Linked DNA regions of Arachis hypogaea: region 2 is linked to region 1. Evidence: chromatin contacts called from public Hi-C data. All regions are on one chromosome and are shown on one strand. Each heading gives the region's core, a stretch centred on a gene start, on an enhancer-like site or on the middle of the called end of the contact. The rest is flanking DNA. Distances are from core to core; before and after follow the strand shown.

What was found. A called contact is a pair of places that touch in the nucleus more often than the background predicts.
Region 2: a contact with region 1 is called in a Hi-C map of leaf, with 2.1 times the contacts expected there. The contact joins the promoter of LOC112720825 here to the promoter of LOC112720823 in region 1. A contact is called at or near these places in 3 of 8 Hi-C or Micro-C datasets (leaf and an unstated tissue).

What each region holds. Positions count from the first base shown.
Region 1 is chr11:48,329,731-48,335,896 of arahy.Tifrunner.gnm2.J5K5, forward strand. It overlaps LOC112720823 (ADP-ribosylation factor-like protein 2), which reads left to right and starts at 3,741. Exons shown (of 7, transcript XM_025771916.3): 1 at 3,741-3,914; 2 at 4,585-4,638; 3 at 4,745-5,069; 4 at 5,190-5,300. The coding sequence starts at 5,005. It overlaps LOC112720822, which reads right to left and starts at 3,424. Exons shown (of 5, transcript XM_025771915.2): 1 at 3,112-3,424; 2 at 2,936-3,013; 3 at 2,742-2,826; 4 at 2,235-2,323; 5 at 361-979. The coding sequence starts at 3,393. The coding sequence ends at 836.
Region 2 is chr11:48,537,380-48,543,491 of arahy.Tifrunner.gnm2.J5K5, forward strand. LOC112720825 (L-lactate dehydrogenase A) reads left to right here and starts at 1,589. Exons shown (of 2, transcript XM_025771921.3): 1 at 1,589-2,411; 2 at 3,346-3,967. The coding sequence starts at 1,803. The coding sequence ends at 3,786.

The DNA.
Region 1 (6,166 bases), core at 2,491-4,990:
AAAGTTTAGTGTGGCATCCAGCTGTTCACGACAGTGTTCCGTTAGCGTTTATACGTTGAAAATTGTTTCAAGGACTAACATGAGTTATGTTCATAAAATTTGGGGACTAAATAAAAGCAATTGAAACTTTAGAAACTAAATTGAGACTTACATGCAAGTTCAGGGACCAAATTGAGTATTATCTCCAATAACTACACATCTTTTCCCTCTTTTATATTGAGTTAATTCTCAATTTGATTATTTTTGCTTGTTTTCTTTTGTCCACTTGAACCAAAAAGGGAAAAAAAAAAGAAGAAAAAAATCTCTACCTTACCATGGGCCTATGAGAGAGAGAGAGAGAGAGAGAGAGAGAGAGAGATCTGTCTAACATTATCCGGTTACAGAATGTCCTGTAAACAGAAATACGACAACTCTCAGTTGACATCAAATTCATAATCATCATAATAACTAATTCATCTATTTTCAGGTGGATACATCATGCATTCTGTGAGAATCTGAAAGATCAATCATCCTACTACGAATTGTTACGAATTGATGCTTGCTCTGGGTCTGCTCTAAACTCAGGCATCATCACCTCCTGTGTTAAACTTGTTATAAATTCATTCAACAATAAATACAAAAAGTAAAGGATCAACTCACCATTTTTTTTTGGGTCTCTAATGATGTTAATAACCTTCAAGAAAATTAAAATACGAAGCCATGATGCTGACTGCAGTCGTATCTCCATAAAGCACAAGGATATTATGCAGACTACATAACTTCATATGCAGTGGGAAGCTGAAAATAGTGAAGCTCCAAGCGCTGTTAGTTATGCTGACTTCTTTGTGTAACAAAATCAACTGCCGCTACAGTTGACAATGAAGGGGTTGACAAATCTGATTAACTGAGAGGTCCTTATTCCAAGCTTAAGATCAACCTCACCACCACCCAACCAGAAGAAATCTGGGGTCAGTTTTACGATAGCTTCATCCAAAATCACCTGAAATGAGACCATAATATCAAACAAGGGAACAAACTGAAGGGTAATTCCTACACATAATGCATTGTGCTATCTAACTGGAAAAGAGAATGAATTGTGACTAGAAATAGTGCGCACAGAAGATATGTTTTAAATTAAATAATGGGCCTCGGGTCCTTGAAATGATTAAACGATCAGATTAATGTTAAGGAATGTCTCAAATTTGACCATTGTCCAAGGAGCAAACCTATGGTCTTAAATTCCATTCAATTTATAAAATTACACCTCCATCATTAAAGTTTGAAACAAGAAAACATGTCCTTGACAACAAGTTGCATGTTTAAGCGGCTATTTGCACAAGCAAAAGATCGACAACACTCAATCTCGAAGACAGTTCATAGTTCCATAAAATGGTCAACTGTTGACACATCCTAAAAAATACATAACTTCTGATGTCAACCCAGACCTGGATTTTAGACAGAGAGACAGGCATAATTTAGAGCTTTGAACCAGAAACAGCAGGACAGAAGAAAGATTGGTAAGATTCAGTTGTTTATACAGATGTTCATGAGACCACAGATCATATGGCAGGGACACTATTAATATGTTACAGCAAAGTAAAAGAGGCTGTGACCTATTGTTGCAACAGATAATTAGAAAAAGGGTTATACGCCTTATTGCTAATCCAAGGCATCAAAAAGACACAACAACCAAAATGAGAGAAAAAGAGAGAGAGGGGGGGGGGGGGGGGGGGACTTCGTAAATGCCACATGTAATCAGCTAGATCACATCATCAGCTTGAACAAGGAATGGGGATTAAGTACTAATCTGTATAAACAAAGTTAAATAAAAGAAAATTAAAAATAAAAAAGATGGAATAATTATTCCATCCACTGTTCATATTCTGTTGCTAAGCAATCCTTGTCTACACCAATTATTAATCCAAGTGCAAGGCAAATCAACTTAATCACAAAAGTGATGAGCCATAAATGAGAAATGTTAGGGAACAAAAACATTTTATCAATATTAGCCAACACACTGGGCCAATACTTTACCTTTATACTATTAGCATTTAGGATCTAGGGTTTAGAATTTAATGCTTAGTATTTAGAGCTGGCCAAGTGTTAGCAAAAAATGATAAACTTTGTTGGTCATATAGCCCTACTTGTCTTAAATAGCTTGTTTAAGAAGTTATATTCTTGTTAACTACTTGCAGATATTTTGTTGTCAGCACATATCATAAGATTCCTATATTAATCCACAGGACAAGTCTTACCGGAATGTCAGTTTTCATGCCAATACAAGTCACTGCATTGTGCCCATATCCAGTTAAGTCTGTTGATGTCTGCTCAGGAGCCAGCCTCACTGCATACAATAAATAAAACTTCCAAATTTCAAAATATAGAAAGGACTGGAAAATAAACAAGTATGGTATAATACTATAATGTTAAACAACTTGCAACTGATATAACTAACACACTGGTTTTTTCCTTCCAATGCCACCGCATTCTACAAATTTCATTCAAACATTCTTGTGCTAATCTCAAGATAACCAAACAATCAGCGGAAAAGGTGAGGCACTTTCAAGTGCACTGGCATCCCGCATTAATGTGGGTTTGGAGAAGGGCCGAATCCAAAAGAAATAATGTAGGCAGCCTAATAGATAATTACCTGTTTTCCCAGCTTAAACATGTGACATCTCAACCGTTGTACTAAGGCTCCCCTTCACAGACACTACGCACATAAATAGAATGATGTAAAATGCAAAAACAAAATAACTTACTGTTGAATTTCTTCTTCGCTATGCTTCCATTGTTGAGCGAATACAGAAAATTCTTGACAGCCTCGGCATTGAACCGCGCTGTGTACTGCAAAACAAAACAAAACAAAGCAATACACAGACGCATAATTAAAGACAAATTAACACCTAACAGCAACGAGTTCATTCCCAAAATTTAACAAATAATTACAGGCCACCTGAACCACAACAACATAATACTTGGAGTTTTTGCGATCGCTACAATCAACGACATTAGCGGGCGCTTGCGTGTTAACCTGACCAGTGAGCACGATAACAAGATTTCACGATTTCAGCTAATGAATTAAATTATAAAATGATTTTATAGTTTGAAGAGAATGAGGATAGTGAATACCAAAACGATGCTTTTGCAGAGATGTTGGATGGAGTGAGCAGCGAGGGCATCGCGTCGAGCTTCAAGAGACCAGTCGTAGTAATCAGGTGGGACCCTCTTGAAGGAAAAGTCGTTAACGGCGTTAGAGCGCAAAATGGAGGAAAGACGAGTAACGGTGTCAGCTTCGTCAACGATGGGAGAATCAGTTGATGGAGTGGAGTGGTTTTGGTTTTGTTTTTCTAACTCCGATATGCGTTTCAGGAGCTGGGTTTGAACTCGTTCCAGCTCCGCCAGGGCTTCCATTCTTGTTCTTGTGGTAGTTTGCTACAGAGCCACCTAGCTAGAGGGATTAGGTGTTAGAAAAACTAAATTAATTAACTAGAATAAAAGTATTTCTACAAATTACAAGAGTTTTGAAAAAAAATTCTACTATAGAATTTCATCCTTTTATAAAAAAAAAATTAATTAAATTCTTTTACACAAAAAAAAGAAAACCCAACTCCCCAACGCGTCACCCCTTCCCCCAACACCCCCTCATTCGTGAATGAATCAGAAGCAAAGTTCAAAAAATCCCCAAACCAAAACCCTAGCTTCAACGGTTCTGCCGCCGTCCGGGGTTGTCGTCGCGCTCAGGAACTTCCTTCTTCGCCTGGTTGTCGTGCTCCAAGTCTCCAATCCCTCTCCTTATTCACCAGTCGCCAGCGTTCTCGTCCAGGGGTCCTGTTCGGCCGCTCTTCGTCCGTCGTCGCGGTCATCGCCAGGTCGCCGTCGTTCGTCGCGTTCAACTGCTCTTCCTCATACTCTACTCACTGCCCTCACCGAAGGTAATGGTTGCTCTGCTCAGTGCTCAGCCTCGTTCTTGGTTGATTAGCTTTTGCTCTGTCCCTGCTTGATGATGATTGATGACTCTGTGTGCTCATTGTTCATTACTTCTTGCTTAAATTGAAAATCTTGTTAATCCTGTTAATTAAATTGAGGATTGATGACTCTATCACTGCTCATTGCTCATCCATTTAGAGATTTTCATTTTTATCTATTTCTTTTTCATGAGAAGAATTTTATTAAGATAAAGAGAAAAGAAAATGGAGAAAGAGATGATAGAGACCCACTTTACAAAAAATCAAGAAAGAAATCATATTGGTCATATGATCTACACAATCCATGCATTTTCATGTGTTCAGAATATCTAGGCTGTGAATTTATCTTGTTACCAGGCCCAACATAGAGCTAACAGAAAACTATTAATAAACTATGAATTCCTTGTCAAATGGTTGATATTTTTTGGGTTTGTGACTGATAGGAAATACTGGAAAGCTTAGGACTAAAAATGGGTAAGTTGCATTTTTTGATCCATTTTTTCCCTTGGAACTCAATTTTGGTTCCCAACTGTATCAATTGCACAACCTATTTGAGATGATATATTGGTGAAACAACAAAATGTGTTTTTATTTTTTGGTTTTTATTTGGTAACAATTGTAATGGGAACTTTTATAGGTACTTTCTCATGTTTTTAGATTGGGAGATTGCAGACTCGACACTGTAGTTTTGGTAATGCCATTTTCAGCAAGCTTTCAATTTGTTTACGTAATATCCTTGATATTCTTTCACCACCCCAGAACCCTTCACCATAACATATTAGCTCTTTCACTTGCAGTTTTCCTCATCTCGCTTCGGGTGCCCCAGCCGGCCACCACAAGTTCCTGGAAAACATCCCCGTCATCCTCCGCCTGCAGCGTTGCTAGTTACCCGAGAACCTCCACCTCGGCCTCATTGTCGTCTCCAGGTTCCTGCGCTACGGCTACCATCCCTTTTCCTCATCGGCGGAGCCGCCGGCCGCGTCGGTGACACATTCACCTAACCTCTCCGGCCTTCGTTTCGGCCCCACCACCAGCATTTCGAGCTTTTCTCTTCTCGATGGGTCTTCTCAGCATCATTCGTAAGATCAAAAGAAAAGAGAAGGAAATGCGAATTCTTATGGTGTGAGTTTCTTTCCACTTCCGATCTCTCTCTCAAAACCCTCTCTCGTTTTTGTTATCTACTTTCTTGAATTATTTTTTCCTAATTACCTTCTTGCCCTTTGTTTGCTACATACTATACAGGGGATTGGACAATTCTGGGAAGACAACAATCGTTTTGAAGATTAACGGGGAGGATACTAGCGTCATTAGTCCTACTCTTGGCTTCAACATCAAAACCATCACCTACCAAAAGTGAGGAATCTTCTTCTCATTTCACTTCACAAAACATCACAGTCCCTACTATTGTTAGCTATCTTGTACTATTTTTCTTAGGAGAGAAAAATATGAGGATGAGTTTATATTACTATAGTCACTATTTAGGGGTAGATATGGGTTGTGACCCCTTGGTAGCATTACTCTTTTGTTTAAAGGGAAAGACTTTGATTTTTTTTTTTTTTTTTTTTTGAAATTTGTCACTGATGAGTGAAATATCTCAGCTAAAACTGCAATTGGGAAATGTAGTTAGTTTGATAGTGGTGAAACTAAAATCTCATGTACGGTTCTGGAATAGTGATGACATTTCCAAACAACCATCAAAGTTTGATGGTATGATCAAAACATACTTAGATGATATTAATCTTTTCTAGATTTGAGTGCTGCTGTGTTTAAAGGATATGTCACTCCAACATTCCCATTTCCTTCCTTCTCATGGTCATACACAGAATAAAGAGGTGATTGTCAAACTTAATGATTAGACATTCTGGTTGACATACATGGATCACACTTAAAAAAGTAGGTGTGAGTTTCAATCATGAAAGTACTGATTGTGAACACAGTTGCATAACTAAAACTTATATTTACTTGAACTGCGATTTAGCGTTATGAGTTATGACTTAGTTGATGGCAGTCCTGTTTCCATATTTGTTATTGAGATCCCAAAATTTTGTTGAATCCATTTCTAGCTCGGGTGTTGGCTGAGATTTATTCTAAGTGCGTGAAAGATTTCCTTTTAGAATTTATTTGGGAGTATTTTCTTGTAATTTTCACTTTTTCGATACACAACATGCTCGTTCTTTTTGTTTTTGGCCTTTGTTTGCTTCATATCGTACAATAATTAA
Region 2 (6,112 bases), core at 339-2,838, 210 kb after region 1:
CAATGCTGTTAAACTGTTGACTTCCAGTGTCATATAAGTAATTATCAGTTATCCCGATTTAAAAACGATAGAACCTTCTTCATCATACACTATTTCACTATCGTAATGAATAGATAACAACGAATTTTTTGACATTATAGAGAAAAAATGTTAACAATGATAATGAAAGTCGACAATAAAATTGTGGTTCTCTACTCTGCTGCATGCTTTTATTTTAGACATCTAACCTAGAGTTCGTCGGAAGAGGTGGCGAATTCTATATAAATCGTAGAGTTCGCTGGAGGTGTAGCGAACTCCCTAATTTATATAAAGTTCGTCGGGAGTGTGACGAATTTGTCTTAATTACAAAAAAAAAAAAAATTGTCATCCAAAAAGTAAAACTCAAAAATTTTGTTTGGAGAATTAAATAATTTTTTATTTTATTTAAGAAAAAAAAAATCCTAAAAAACGCGTCATTTAGACGGTTTCATTTTCAAATCCAATGGTCAAATCAAACTTATTTTTAAACCTTAATTTTCTATTTCTATTTATTATGTTTTTTTTTTTTCTAAATCAAACCAATTTGAAGGTTCAAATAAGGAATGTTGGCTACAGTTTGGTGTTTCCCTTCTAGAGAAGAGAACTAGAAGGTTGACCGTTGAAAATCCCAAGTGTCTCCACTGAAAAGTTTTGTACCATTCTTTCCTTTTTCTCCTTCCATCCACAGAAATGCATTGACTTTCAAATATCCATAAGACCATAACGCCAAATTCTGAATTTTACTTGCTGCAATTATAACATTAATGAAACCTTTGATAATATTTAAAAATATAGTTAAAGTAAAATTATATTTTCTATTATAAAAATAAATATTATTTCTCATAATTTAATTTTCATTATTGTTAATATGAAAAGTTTTTATACATACTATAAAAATTAAATTAAATGAATTAAATCTTAAAATAATTTTTATATTGGTTATATGCTATACAAAATTGAAAGATAAAGTATTTTTTGAATTCATTTCTAAAAGATATTCTTAATCAAATTAATTTATCAAAGATTTAAATTTAATCATATTTATCTTCTAGCCATTCTATAAATAATTTCTTTTAAAAAATGATGTTGTAAAGTATTAATCAATAACATATATAATATCTGACATATTTAATTTGATATTGACCAAATATATTTATAAAAATTTATTAATTTAGTCTTTTTTCTAATTACGAAAATTCTATTTTCAATATATATTGACTAAATTGATAGATTTTATAAACATATTTGGTCAGCGTTCAATTAAATATATTATGTATCATGTATACTATTAATTAACATTTTACATCATCAATTATTGACATAGATTATAAATAAAATAACTAAAAAATAAATATGATTAATTCATAATTTTTAAAAGATCAATTTAATTAATAAAATCTTTTAGAAATAAATTTAGAAAATATCTCATTTTACAAAGATTAATTTAATTATCAACATCAAAATAATTTTCTAGAATTTAAGAGCACTAATTATATTTTTTAAATTAATAAAAATATATGATGTTAATCTCTTAATTTTTTTTATTAAATGACTCATCACATTATTAAAAATTAATATAATACGTTTTTCATTTTTATCAATTTCAATAATATAATTAATACAATTAGAATCTCAACCTATTTTAAATTTAATACATACCACCATATTAGTACCACTATAAGGCATGACTCTTATTTTACAGTATAAAAACTTCCGTAGTCCCCTCTCCTTCTACAATAAACCCCAAACCACGACAATTCACTACCACAACAAGACACAACACAATGCATAAGAGTCCCTCAGGTTCCACACTGGGCCCAGGTGGGCTCGACCTAACCCAGGCCTTCTTCAGGCCCATAACAAACGCCGCACCACCCTCGCCAACCAAGCGCCAAACCAAGATCTCAGTCATCGGCGTCGGCAACGTCGGGATGGCCATTGCTCAGACCATCCTCACTCAAGATCTCACCGACGAGCTCGTCCTCATCGACAACAAGGCCGACAAGCTCCGCGGCGAGATGCTCGACCTCCAGCACGCCGCCGCCTTCCTTCCCCGCACAAAGATCTACGCCTCCGTGGACTACGCCGTCACCGCCGGCTCCGACCTCTGCATAATCACCGCAGGTGCACGCCAGAACGCTGGCGAGTCAAGGCTGAACCTGCTCCAGAGGAACCTCGCGCTGTTCAAGAGCATTGTGCCACCGCTTGCGCGGTACTCACCGCAGACGGTGCTGCTCATCGTTTCGAACCCCGTGGACGTTCTGACTTACTTGGCGTGGAAGCTCTCCGGTTTTCCATCGAACCGGGTTATCGGGTCGGGTACGAACTTGGACTCCTCAAGGTTCAGGTTCCTCATCGCGGATCATCTCGACGTCAACGCTCAGGACGTGCAGGTCACTCTCATTTTCCTTTTTGTATTTTTAAATTTTTTATTAATTATTGTATGTCTACATTACTGTATCCCGCAAATCTTGGGATACGTATGTCTCTTATTTCTCTTCTTGTTTTGGATCTGTTGCCGACTACTGCTTCATTTAGTGTTAAAAAACTAAAAATAGGAAAAAAAAAAAACATGTAGATAATTAAATGAATGTTCTTGGCGAGTTAGATAACTGCTAATACTTGAAAGACAACAATTTAAATTTATTTTATTTAATTTAATATTTATATTTTTATGTATATAATAGTTATAATTATAAATTTATTATATTTTTTTTTTGGTGATTTCATTTATTATATTTAATATTATTCAATTATTTCAATGATAATTAAAAAATATAAAATAAAATAAAATAATAATTAAAAAATTCAAAATAAAGTAACTTTAAACTGATTTTGTATTATCTTTTGAATATTTTTGTTAAAATGTTTTACTGCCGTAACAGACACATACTTTATATAGATTTATCTAACTATGCCCATTAAGGTATCAACGCATAGAATTTGTATTGAAAGATTAAAAATTTTAAATTTTCAAAACATTTCAGTAGAAAATATTTCACTCAATTTCTTTCTATTTTAAAAAAATTACAAATTAAAACTGTTAATTTGGTTCAAATTAAGAATGGCATTTGAAGTCTTCTTTAAAAAGGTCACTCAACATTTTAGTAATGATACTCAAAGTTTGGCTTGATGTATCTGATCAACTGATCATTCACGGAATCTTTAGTTTAATTTCAAGCCAAGTTGTTAGATATGTTTAACATACATAGAAATGCTTGTTATATACAGTTTACAAAATGAAATTGTAATATGATTTTGTAGATACTAATTTGAATAACTGAATACTAGAGAATGTAAAGTTTGTATACGGTTATTGCATTTCAGGCTTACATAGTGGGGGAACATGGGGATAGCTCGGTGGCTCTGTGGTCTAGCATCAGCATTGGTGGTGTTCCAGTTCTGAGCTTTTTGGAGAAACAGCAGATAGCATACGAGAAGGAAACATTAGAGAACATACACAAAGCAGTGATAGACAGCGCCTATGAAGTTATCAGCCTCAAAGGCTACACTTCTTGGGCCATTGGCTACTCTGTTGCTAGCTTGGCGCGCTCTATTCTCCGGGACCAAAGGAAGATCCACCCTGTCTCTGTTTTGGCAAAAGGCTTCTACGGCATTAGCAACGAAGTGTTCCTCAGCTTGCCAGCACAGCTTGGTCGCGGAGGAGTGTTGGGTGTGACCAATGTGCACTTGAATGAAGAGGAGTTACAAAGGCTCAGGGACTCTGCCAAGACCATACTTGAGGTGCAGACTCAGTTAGATCTTTAAATTTGTGTTCATCCTTCTAGAAAGATCTCTCCTCCTTGAATGCCCTGTGGTTTATTAGTTAACTTATTTTGTACTTTAACTTTGTTTTATTTTGATTTGCAGATTAGCCTAAGTTGTTACATGTTAATTTTGACCCTTGTGGTCCGGCGTTTATGTTAATTGATACATGTTATTTCGGTCCTTTTTGTTGTTACATTTTAAGTCTAGCATGGTAGATCTAGTGATATGTATTTTGTTATATATTTAGCCAGTCAATTAAATTTTCAATTGTTGTAATTCACTACCTGAAAAAAAAAAAGAGATTTAGTCACAAAAAATTACTCACAAGTAATACATTAAAGTAGCAAAGTTATACGTCATCCTTGAAATTTGCTATGAACATTCATCCCTATAGTTAGGTTTTATCAATTTGTCACAAATAGCACTAACACTGACCTCCTAAACTACATAGCCATTTCTTCTCCATTTATATCAACATTTCCTCTGCCCCTATTTTCTATTTCTTTTCTCTCCTCCTTCCGGCCCCTATTTTCTATTTCTTTTTTCTCCCTTCCGTGGGCTTGCACAGTGACGGACCCAAAAAATTTTACAGTGTTAGTGAAAGCAAAAATATAATAAAATTTAAGTATCAATATATATTTTTTTAGCTTTCCAAAAAAAAGTTACGCCGAACTAAAATATATCGTCGTTTGCAATTTCTCTCTCAACTTAATATCTTTTTATATTCATAGTTATTTGCATTTTAATAATAAGTGGTGTGAAAAGTAAATCCTCATTATAAGTACTTGAGAATTGACTTAAGTTCTTAGAAAAATACTAATACAAATCCATTTATGCATTTTACTTCAAATTCATTTAAATTCTGCAAAAAATTATTATTGTTCTTTGATACTCAATTCAGCTCCTCTTGAGTATCGTGTACTAAGTAACTAATAATAAAATAGTAATAGTTCATTCAATTCATAGGTAAATTTGTCAGTGGTGTTCATAACTTATGCTGAATTTTCATTTCTAATCTTTCAACACTTTTAACGTCATGAAGCTTTTGAAAAATCATTCTTGTTTTGTAAGATTAGTCATGAATGAATAATGGAATATTCCTTCCTTAACTTTAATTTCTCTTCGTATGTTTTGTGAATTCCTAGATTAAAATCACAACAAAAAAGATCCAACAAACTAATATATCTACATAATTTTTTTAACAAGTCTAAAGTAAATCTATGTCTTCCAGATAAAAGTTCTTGTATTTGACTCCAACTTAAAGCTTAGTTGGAGATCCAAACGTTTTATAGGTCCATGACGATGTAGATGATGATCCGAACCAACAAGGGAGAATACATACAATAATTTTTTTGTTGATAATGAGAATTAGGAACATACCACTTTAAAAACATCAACAAGACCTGCATCTTCATCATCATCTTGATCATTATTATTAAAACTAAGCTGAGTTTCAGAATTATTATTATCAAAGGAAGAAGGATTATAGAACGAATTATCAATATTGTAACCTGCTTGCTGTAAAAGGTAGTGGTTGATGGTGGTATCATTTGTTTTTTGAGGTTGCAACTTCTTTTTCTTTGTTCTCTCTTTCTTTCTTGTGTGCATTTTGGTGTCCCCTTATGCTTGAGTTTGTGAATTTCTTGTAATAATATTGGCACTCTAATATTTTTTTATTACTATTATTCTCATCATGATCTCCCTCTTAAAAATAATGTTGAGCTTTTCTCAACCGATGAGGATGAAACTGAATTTGAAGAATTCATATTATATCAAATTATCTCTTCTTTAAAAATCTAAGATCTAAAAACAACAAGATTAACATAAATGATTGATTTATAACATTTGCATCTTGCAGTATCTTGAATAATTATGCTTATGCTAATAATTATTTATCCAATATTTTGAATTTTTGCCAACACAATGATATATTCATGTGATATAAGAAAGTATTTACTTCATCATCAATGTTTGCTTAATTATATTTTTTAATCATAATGAATTTCTTACTATTTAGGTGATACAAGATGAAAATTCTATCTTAGCATGGTGATACATCATTATCTCAAGTCCAACAATCTTGTAGCAAATCCTCAAATTAGATCGCTATGGAAGAGAGTGACTTTCTTGTAGGCTGTGGAAGCATCAAATTCGCTAAGGAGATGGGTTCTGTCTCTCGATTCTCCTTATTACAACATGCACTCAACGTTGCCTCCGACGTTTGATGTAACAAGATTAATGTCCATTTTTAGCTGATACCGCTTAATGCTCACACAAATATATTTGATAAAGTACCCTTTTCTCATGCATCGTACAATAGTGCTTC